Regions from separate parts of the Hordeum vulgare genome. Here all the other regions are linked to region 3. The links are chromatin contacts, called in public Hi-C maps. All regions are on one chromosome and are shown on one strand. Each heading gives the region's core, a stretch centred on a gene start, on an enhancer-like site or on the middle of the called end of the contact. The rest is flanking DNA. Distances are from core to core; before and after follow the strand shown.

Region 1 (2,700 bases), core at 75-2,574, 520 kb after region 3:
TTTGATAGATAGTTGGATATAAGATAATTGATAGCAAATAAAAAGTAATAAAAGTAGCAAGGTGCAGCAGGATTAAAACGCTCTTGAGGACACACAGGAGTATCATCTAGTTACTTCCACTATGGTTCATTGAGTTACATTCATTATTTTGATAAGTTGTTATGTGGATGGACCGGAGTTGTTCTTACTTGAACAAACACTCACTTATTATTATGAGAAACGATTCTCATCAACGGCAGATCCAATGGTGGGCATCCACCACCTAATACTTGATGCGTGTCCCTTCTCTTATCTTATCTCTCCTCCAATCGGTCTTTCTTCACATCGAGCAGTGCCTCCATCGTCCCAGCAACTCCGATAGCGACGCCGCCCTCCATCTCATGCTCCTACAACGCCACCCTCCATCTCAAGCTCTTGCAACGCTGCTGCTCACCCGAGCCAGCCGTCCGCCATGACGCACTCACACACGTTCATGCTTGCCACCGGCCCGCGTTGGCACCATCGTTCGCCGACAAGGTAGGCCTATGTCAACCATCCCTTCAAGTTTCTTCTCACGCGAAGCATGACTCTCCGCATGCATCTCAACAGCTGGAGCGGCAGCGCTACTGCTCTGTTGCGGTTCGCAACGACACGCTCGAGGCAGGCAACAGGGGCGGTGTTTCTGCATATTATTTCCAGTTGCAAAATTTTCTGCAACATTACTTCTATGGCAAAAGATCTTTCACAATATCACCATTGTTGCAAAAAGAAAGGAAGATAGAAAAAAATCTATGACACGACCTATATTGCAAAAAATATCAGTAACACAACCTATGTTGCAAAAAAACGTAACACAACCTATATTGCAAAAAAAATGCAACACAACCTATGTTGCAAAAAAAAATCTGCAATACAACCTATGTTACAAAAATAAATCCTGCCACACAACTTATGTTGCAGAAAAATTACGCAACGCATCTTATATTACAAATGTTTCTGTAACAAGATCTTTGTTGTAAAGAAGAAGACGCTCAACCGTTAGATTGACCAGATCTGATGGCTCACGAGCCGGCGGATTTTTTAAAAAGATCCGACGACCAACGTAACAAGCCCCTATTATTATACCCTTTATGTAAGAATTTATAAATACAAGAAAAGTAATAATCAAGATAAATCTTTAAAATTCAATCACTCCCACAACCCATGGGCCACAAGCGTCTTGCAACAGTGGACATCCATACCATCTAGAGGCAAAGGGAGGAGAAAGCGACGGGGTGAGTTGTCGCTGCGACGGCATAGGTGGAGGAGAAGGTGAATGCGGAAGACACGGCAAGAGATGCGGTAGAAAAAGATATGGGAGAGCCAGAGAGGTGACTCCCTCGGGGCCACATAGCCAACGTAGCAAGAGAGCGAGGAGGCCAACAAATCCAGTCGACCAGTCGGGCGATTTAAATGATTACACAGAAATTATTACATGCAACTTTGGATAAAATGTGGGAGGCGTAAGAAAGAAATACCATGCAACTCATTCCTCTTATGTGAAAAGGACAATGTATTGGCATGGCATGAAGCCGAAACGAATCGATGCAATCATTTCCATCCCGGATATTCTCTATGGACAGATGAAACTAACAAAAAGGAGTGCTTTTACATGTACAAGAAACGCACACGACACCCGACCTCTGTGTAACGGAAAAAAACTGTACATGCTATGTACTTGCAAGCCACCTGCAGTCACTCTGAAGAGCACCACCAACTCCAAAATGTTCACGACATCCTCAAGAAGCTGAGATCGGCGTGTTTTTCAACTTGTGCGCTACGAATGCCGCCGCCCGCTGGCAGGATTTACAGGACCAGTCGGTGGAGGAGGAGATGATGATGGTAGACGGACCAGGGCGGGTTGAGGCGAGGGCGCCGCCGTGAGGGCATAGGTGAGCCTTGAAGACGAGCTCTCGATAAGCCCTGCAACTCCGGCAGCGGAAGTTTGTGCATTGGATGGAAGGAACAGGTCATGTTTCTGGTCTTTGTAGGCGCTCCATACCTGCAAAAGACAGATTTATTTTCTTATAATTAACTAACTTGAGTTCTTTTTTACTGCCAAGTGAGTCGCTTCATCAATGATCTACTTGCACAATTTCATGAACCGCAGAGTTCTGTACACTCACATCAGAAGAATTAAGAATTTCTCGAACTTTAGCACAGTGAGCGCCTTCCGTTGCAAAAGCATGAAGTACCTGTTTATAGATACAAAACAAAATACATCAAATATATCAACAGAACACAGGCCGTAGAGGCTATTCAAGTATGGAGAAATTGAAGTTTCAAACAACTCAAACCTAAAATGCATAAATACCATAACGAGGCCTTAACATGATCCAACGTTTGCACCCTCTTATATCATGCTTTAACTACTCAATAGTCATCAGACTAATGCTGTGAAGACTTGACGACACAAAATGTTGCTCATCCAATTCTTTGGGCAAACACTTCATTTATTTTCAGGTCAAATATTTCAGGGCAATCTTAAACTCATACCACCCAATACCCGAAACAAGCAAAATGGAAGATGCACTTTGGACATCAGCTCCCTAGAGACTGCCTATGATCATCAAACCAATTCACTTTTGATTGCATCCAACTGCTCAGTGCAATAGCAAGATTTAGCTAAAATGCTACCCAGAATATGATGCTTACCTCCACTGCTAATACACGCCCAATTGA
Region 2 (2,700 bases), core at 22-2,521, 540 kb after region 3:
CACCAAAAAAAAGATGAAAGTATAGCATGATCCGGAGACTGTTTATTTTTTTTAATCCCCTTCGATTTGTAGCTTTGTAAACTAGGTCCCATTCCCAAAAAATGACCCCATGACAATCTGAGAATCAGCAAGGATTTACCACCGGGATTAGCAACAACTAACTAACTATTTGACTTCAGTGCAGATATATAAGATCACCTTCTTCTCAATCCCACCTCATTTAGCTAATTGGACAATTTTTTGGCTAGCTAACTGATGCAGCCCTTCAAATATGAAGTTTCAGTAATGCAGTTATCAGTACTATATACCCCAAAACTGGGTTGGATTGGGCATGAAAGCATTGACTGTTGAGCGTGGAGATGTTATATTTCAACCATGTATTGTTCAGAATAGTAGCACAGCTGGATAGTGCTCAGGAGACAAGATAAGAAAGGCGCGATGGGGCAAGGGCGAAGAACTTACGAAGGGTGCCCACTCTTGGGTGCGGCGGCGGAGGTGGAGGACGGGGAACTCGACGACCGGGTGCACGGGGCGCAGGCGGTGGAGCTCGGTGAGGATCCCGGCGCGGAACGGCGAGGAGAAGCGCATGGCCTTGAACTTGCCCTTGCCGTCAGAGCGGACGCTGAGCGAGAACTCAGCGGCCGCGTTGGGGTCGGGTGCCGCGCGGTCGAAGTCTGCGGCGAAGTCGTAGGAGTTGGTGACGGCGAGCGTGGTCGGGTCGAGCGTGACGACGCCCGAGGCGGCGATGCAGAGGATCCGGCGGTACCTCCCCCGCCACGAGTGCTTGACGACGAAGTACCTGGCGAGGTACTCGGGCTCCTCGGTGACGGCGGAGGAGGAGGCGTCGGCCCCGGCGGTGGCCGGCGGGGCCGCGGTGGTGTGGCGGCTGGCGAAGTCCATGTTCTCTAGGAGGCTGCGGCGGCGGGCATTAGGGTTCCGCCAGGGGAGCGGGAGCTGGAAGAAGGGGGAGCGCGGCGCCGCCGGAGAGTGGCGGGAGTGATTCGCCCCCAGCGCGGCCGATCTGGGCGACGAGATCCCCCCACCCGGCGATCCTGTCCAGGGTGGCCTGCGGGTCCGCCGATCGCCGGAGACCGGTTAGGGTGGTCGGAGATTGAGAATTTCGCTGTCTTCTCGTCGGCGTCCGATTGATTTCCGTTGATTTGATTTTGGCTTTTGTGTATTAGTTTTGTGCTTTTGTTGAGAGAAGAAGCTGTGCCACCTTCCGATCTCGGGTTTTCCACGGCTGTGGTGAAATCGTCGTCGTACCGTATCGTGGCAGGGAAGTGGAGCTGGCTCGACTCAGCCCCGCCCGGACAAGTTCACTCCATCATGATCAACTTGTCATAAAATCAAATCAAAATATATTATTTAACAATCAAATTCTATGAAATCGCTACCTCCCTTGGTATAGAAAAATAAAAGGAATTCATCACTCGAGAAAGTTCATCATGACATACAAGTTGATGGTTTCAAATGCGTGTTATTATAAATTTTACGCGGCTTCCGTGAGGAGGGACAATCACGGCGATGCGTCTTCGGCTTGCTTCAGTGTCTGTAGTCATTATTAGATGGTCTACGTATCCAGATGTAATTTTTATTATTTTTATTATTCTGATGTTTATTGTACTATGATGATTGAAAATGAGTAGATTGAGAACTTTCCCGTGAAAAAATTTATCAAAGAAAACCCTTATACGCTATATTGAGAAAAAAACATGTGTCGTCTCATGCAAGCGACTTGGGTGATTAGGTTTTTCCCCGCCACCTCCACTCACCTACCCTCGCACACGGTTGTTGGACGGCTTGCTGCGGCGAGGCCTCCCACACATCATTCCTCCTCCCTTCTTACATATGCGCTTCTCGGCGGTTGGAGGCCATGCCCACAATGTTAGTATCCTTCCCACGCCCTCGTGCGTGTATGATGGCGAGGGTTGAAGGTCGGTTTCGATCTGGATACTTAGACCTGGAATCACATATCTTGTCAGGGTCGGTCCATGGCTTTGGTGTGGGCTTCTGTGCCACATCTTGTGAGTGGGTTCTTTATTGCTACGTGTGAATCTGAGTAGTGTAAACTCCATCGTAGTACATATGGGTGTTGGTAGGAGGTTGAGGTGTTGGTGTTGGAGGTGCATTGGTGTGGCTGCGGAGGTGGCATGTTGCACGTCTATGGCTCGCCTTTCGGTAGGAGGTATAGTCCTCACATCGATATCTTCAAGGACACACCAATTTCCTCACTTTCAAAATCTTCAGGAAAATATCAAAGTCTTCATTTGAAGACTTCATTTTTAAGGGTCGATTTCTTCACATATATCAAACTTCTCATCAACTTATAGAGCTTGTGTACACTCACAAACATATTAGTCCCTTAACCTATAAGTATTCAATACACCAAAATCACTAAGGGACACTAGATGCACTTACAGTCTTCCCCTTTTTGGTGATTGATGATAAATAGGTTAAGTTTTAAACGGGGATAAACATATGACGTGTAAGTACTGAGTTTGCGGAATTTGATTGCAATATATAGAGAAACTCCCCGTGAAGATGTGTATATTTGAAGAATTTGCTTTGGAGTGCAAATGAACATGGTAGGTAAAGATCATGGAGATCTCTTCCTATATCTTGTAATACATACGCGCATCTAACATATATCATGAGGAAGTTTAAATGCATGATAGAAAATGGTGTCTGAAGAAATCC
Region 3 (2,700 bases), core at 15-2,514:
CAAAATTTAGTGACAAATTCTAAAAATTCATATTCAACGCCAACAGTAATAAAGCCTCTCAATGTGCTTTTGGGAAGTACAGAAGTTCAAGAAATGCAGTATATGTCCGTAGTGACAATATGCTAAGTATCAGGCTAAGAAGGAAATAACTTTTTTTTTCTGTATTCAACATGACCTGTCTGATAAACATTCCATTCACACAGGCTAAATCGACTTGGACAGAGCATACACCAACTTCAGAAGTGCATCTTGCATCAGAAGGTGATTTACAAAGTTCAGTATGCAAAAGAAGACATAGTACCATGTTTCTTACAGGTTATGCTGAAACTTTTGAACACTTGGTAATGGCATTCAACATTATGCATTTCCACTAACAACAATCTATGCCAGAATAAACTGCAATGCCCCTATGTAAAAAATGTCCAGCGTCAAAATCACAGCTTGCCTCATCCACAAAACACCGAGTCCCCATTCACCAGTAAGCCTCACATTTCTCTCACAAAGTTCGGTAGCAGTACTTCACATGGCATGACAGGCACGAAGGAATACACAATGGACGAAATTTCAAACCCTAACCAGGTGGGCCAAAAATCGTATTAAAAAATCCAGAATTTACACGTGCATAGATGATTCTTCTGGAAGCACCGCGCATTACAAAGTGAGGCGCGGCGCAAAGGCAAGCATAGTGAGGAAAGGAGGTCGGGAAATTAGACCTGACGAAGGAGACGTGGACGCCGAGGCTGCGGTGGACGGCGGAGCAGTCGATGCAGAGGAAGACGCCGTAGGTGACGGAGGCCCAGGTGGGGTTCTTGGCGTTGCAGTCGAAGCACATCTGCAGACCCTCACAGACAGAGAAATCAGGAGGGAGGGAGGGGCGCGGGAGAGGGATGAAACGAGGCGGAATCGGCGGACGGAGAAAGGATGGGAAACAAAGCCCTTCCTTGGCAATCACATCGGAGCAAAGGGAGCGGGAACCGATGACGCACGCACGGACGCACCTTATTGTCCGATTTGGAGCGGAGCTTGCGGAAGACGGAGCTCCTGTCGGCGGCGCCGGCGTCTGTCGCCATCGCGGCGAGCCACCAACCCGATCGGGCGCGAGCCCTCTCTTCCTCCGAATTGAGGAGGCGGAGGAGGAGGAGAGATGGAGATGGATGGGAGGAGGAAGTAAGAGAGAGGAGGAGACGCCACGCACACGCACCCCGACCGAGGCGAGGCGAGGAAATGGTGCTGTGCCTTTCTGCTTCGCACTCCACCTCCACCTCCACGTGTGCCTCCTTCAGAATCAGCACCTGCCCTTTATCTGGGCCGGGTCGCTCTACGGGGTCTCGGCCCAGTAAGAAACTTTCAGCGAGAGTGGCCGCCGCCCGGCCCGTGCTGCTTCCTGGTTGGTTGCAGCTTCACGCAGGATTCAGCGGCAAGACTATCTCAGACAGCCGCCCAACCCACACCGCGTTAAAAATCAGGTCGCAGTGCGTCGTTCGTCTGTTTTAACGCGGCGCCCAACGTTGGTTCCATCAGACGTGTTAAAATGCAGCGCGCGTAGCTTCAGCAGGCACGAAGATGGCGTGGTGGAGAGAGTGCGGCGCGAGCGTTTGAGTGTGCGGTGCGCGGAAGCGGACGCACCAAATACGCAGCGCTCGATGGCGATTCGGATAGGACGTTGTACTCTATATGCCGCTCGCACGTTTATCGCGTGACCGCTAGAGCCCATTTTGCTATTGCGCGCACTAAAAAGATCAATTTTACGGCGCGACGCTGTTTTAGCGCGGCTATTGGAGATGCACTTGTGTCTAAATCTCAACGTGAATATAACTTCCATCTCACCAAAATCACTGTTAAAAGTTACTCTTTGCAAAGATCAACTCATCATCTCACATGCTTACAAATGACGCATTGGATATGCGTCAACCTGAAAGTTTGTACTTTTTGTTCGTTTATTCAAAATGTTTTAGCTCTTGAACTATGTGTTAAAATCTCAATTCATTTACCCTACTGAATTTCTCACGTCAAGATCCTTAAAATTAGATTCTATGTTTATAGATTTTTGATAAACTTTTTCACACAAAAACAGAATACACAAAACTAATAAATGTAAAAAATCCGTAAATAGGACAAAGCCAGCAATCAAGAAAAACAAACACAAAAAATGAAAGAAAACACCAAAGCACGGTTTACATTACTGCACTTTTTCCCTTTTTTAAGAACAATGGTCGTGCTTCTCGGAAAAAAGATATGCTTTCAGAAGAGGCGCTTCTTGAGGTAGCATAATTGTTTTTCAGAAAGCACAACTATGCTTCTCCAAAAACAAATATGCGACTTTATTTAAAACAAATATGTGTTTATCATGCAACACATATTATTTCCCTTTTCGAGAAGCATTGCAAAAGCAGTCACATCTACAGATTTTTATCGAGAAGGACGGTCACAAAAGTAAATTTGTGCCTTCACTTTTTTTTTGCGAAGCATATGTGTGATTTGTAAAAAAAATCTTCAAAAGCTAGAAAACACAGGAAAAAATAGAAAATCCAAAAAACTTATCTAAATACGAAAACTCTTATAGAAAAAAATACGGAAATCTAAAAGGAGTATCAGCACGCGAATGTGACGTCGGTTAGTGGCATCACTTGATGTGGTCCGATGCTATAAAGATTACCCTTCCGAGAGCCCCAAAGGGACAACCCTTAAGAGGTGCTTGGT

Evidence for each region. A called contact is a pair of places that touch in the nucleus more often than the background predicts.
Region 1: a contact with region 3 is called in a Hi-C map of leaf, with 4 times the contacts expected there. The contact joins the enhancer-like site here to the promoter of LOC123436162 in region 3. A contact is called at or near these places in 2 of 6 Hi-C or Micro-C datasets (leaf and seedling).
Region 2: a contact with region 3 is called in a Hi-C map of leaf, with 7 times the contacts expected there. The contact joins the promoter of LOC123436194 here to the promoter of LOC123436162 in region 3. A contact is called at or near these places in 2 of 6 Hi-C or Micro-C datasets (leaf and seedling).

Annotation. Positions count from the first base shown.
Region 1 is chr1H:355,258,222-355,260,921 of MorexV3_pseudomolecules_assembly, forward strand. It overlaps LOC123436194 (dnaJ homolog subfamily C GRV2), which reads right to left. Exons shown (of 22, transcript XM_045115616.1): 20 at 2,674-2,700; 21 at 2,145-2,213; 22 at 1,490-2,020. The coding sequence ends at 1,796. Among protein-coding and RNA genes, the nearest start is that of LOC123436194, 16 kb to the right of the region's middle. Within about 2 kb of position 1,325, at least 2 of the 3 cell types and tissues checked have open chromatin away from gene starts, as enhancers often do. A contact at or near this core is called in leaf and seedling, where this site is marked.
Region 2 is chr1H:355,274,575-355,277,274 of MorexV3_pseudomolecules_assembly, forward strand. LOC123436194 (dnaJ homolog subfamily C GRV2) reads right to left here and starts at 1,272. Exons shown (of 22, transcript XM_045115616.1): 1 at 463-1,272. The coding sequence starts at 900.
Region 3 is chr1H:354,733,830-354,736,529 of MorexV3_pseudomolecules_assembly, forward strand. It overlaps LOC123436162 (probable ADP-ribosylation factor GTPase-activating protein AGD8), which reads right to left and starts at 1,265. Exons shown (of 7, transcript XM_045115614.1): 1 at 999-1,265; 2 at 714-832. The coding sequence starts at 1,070.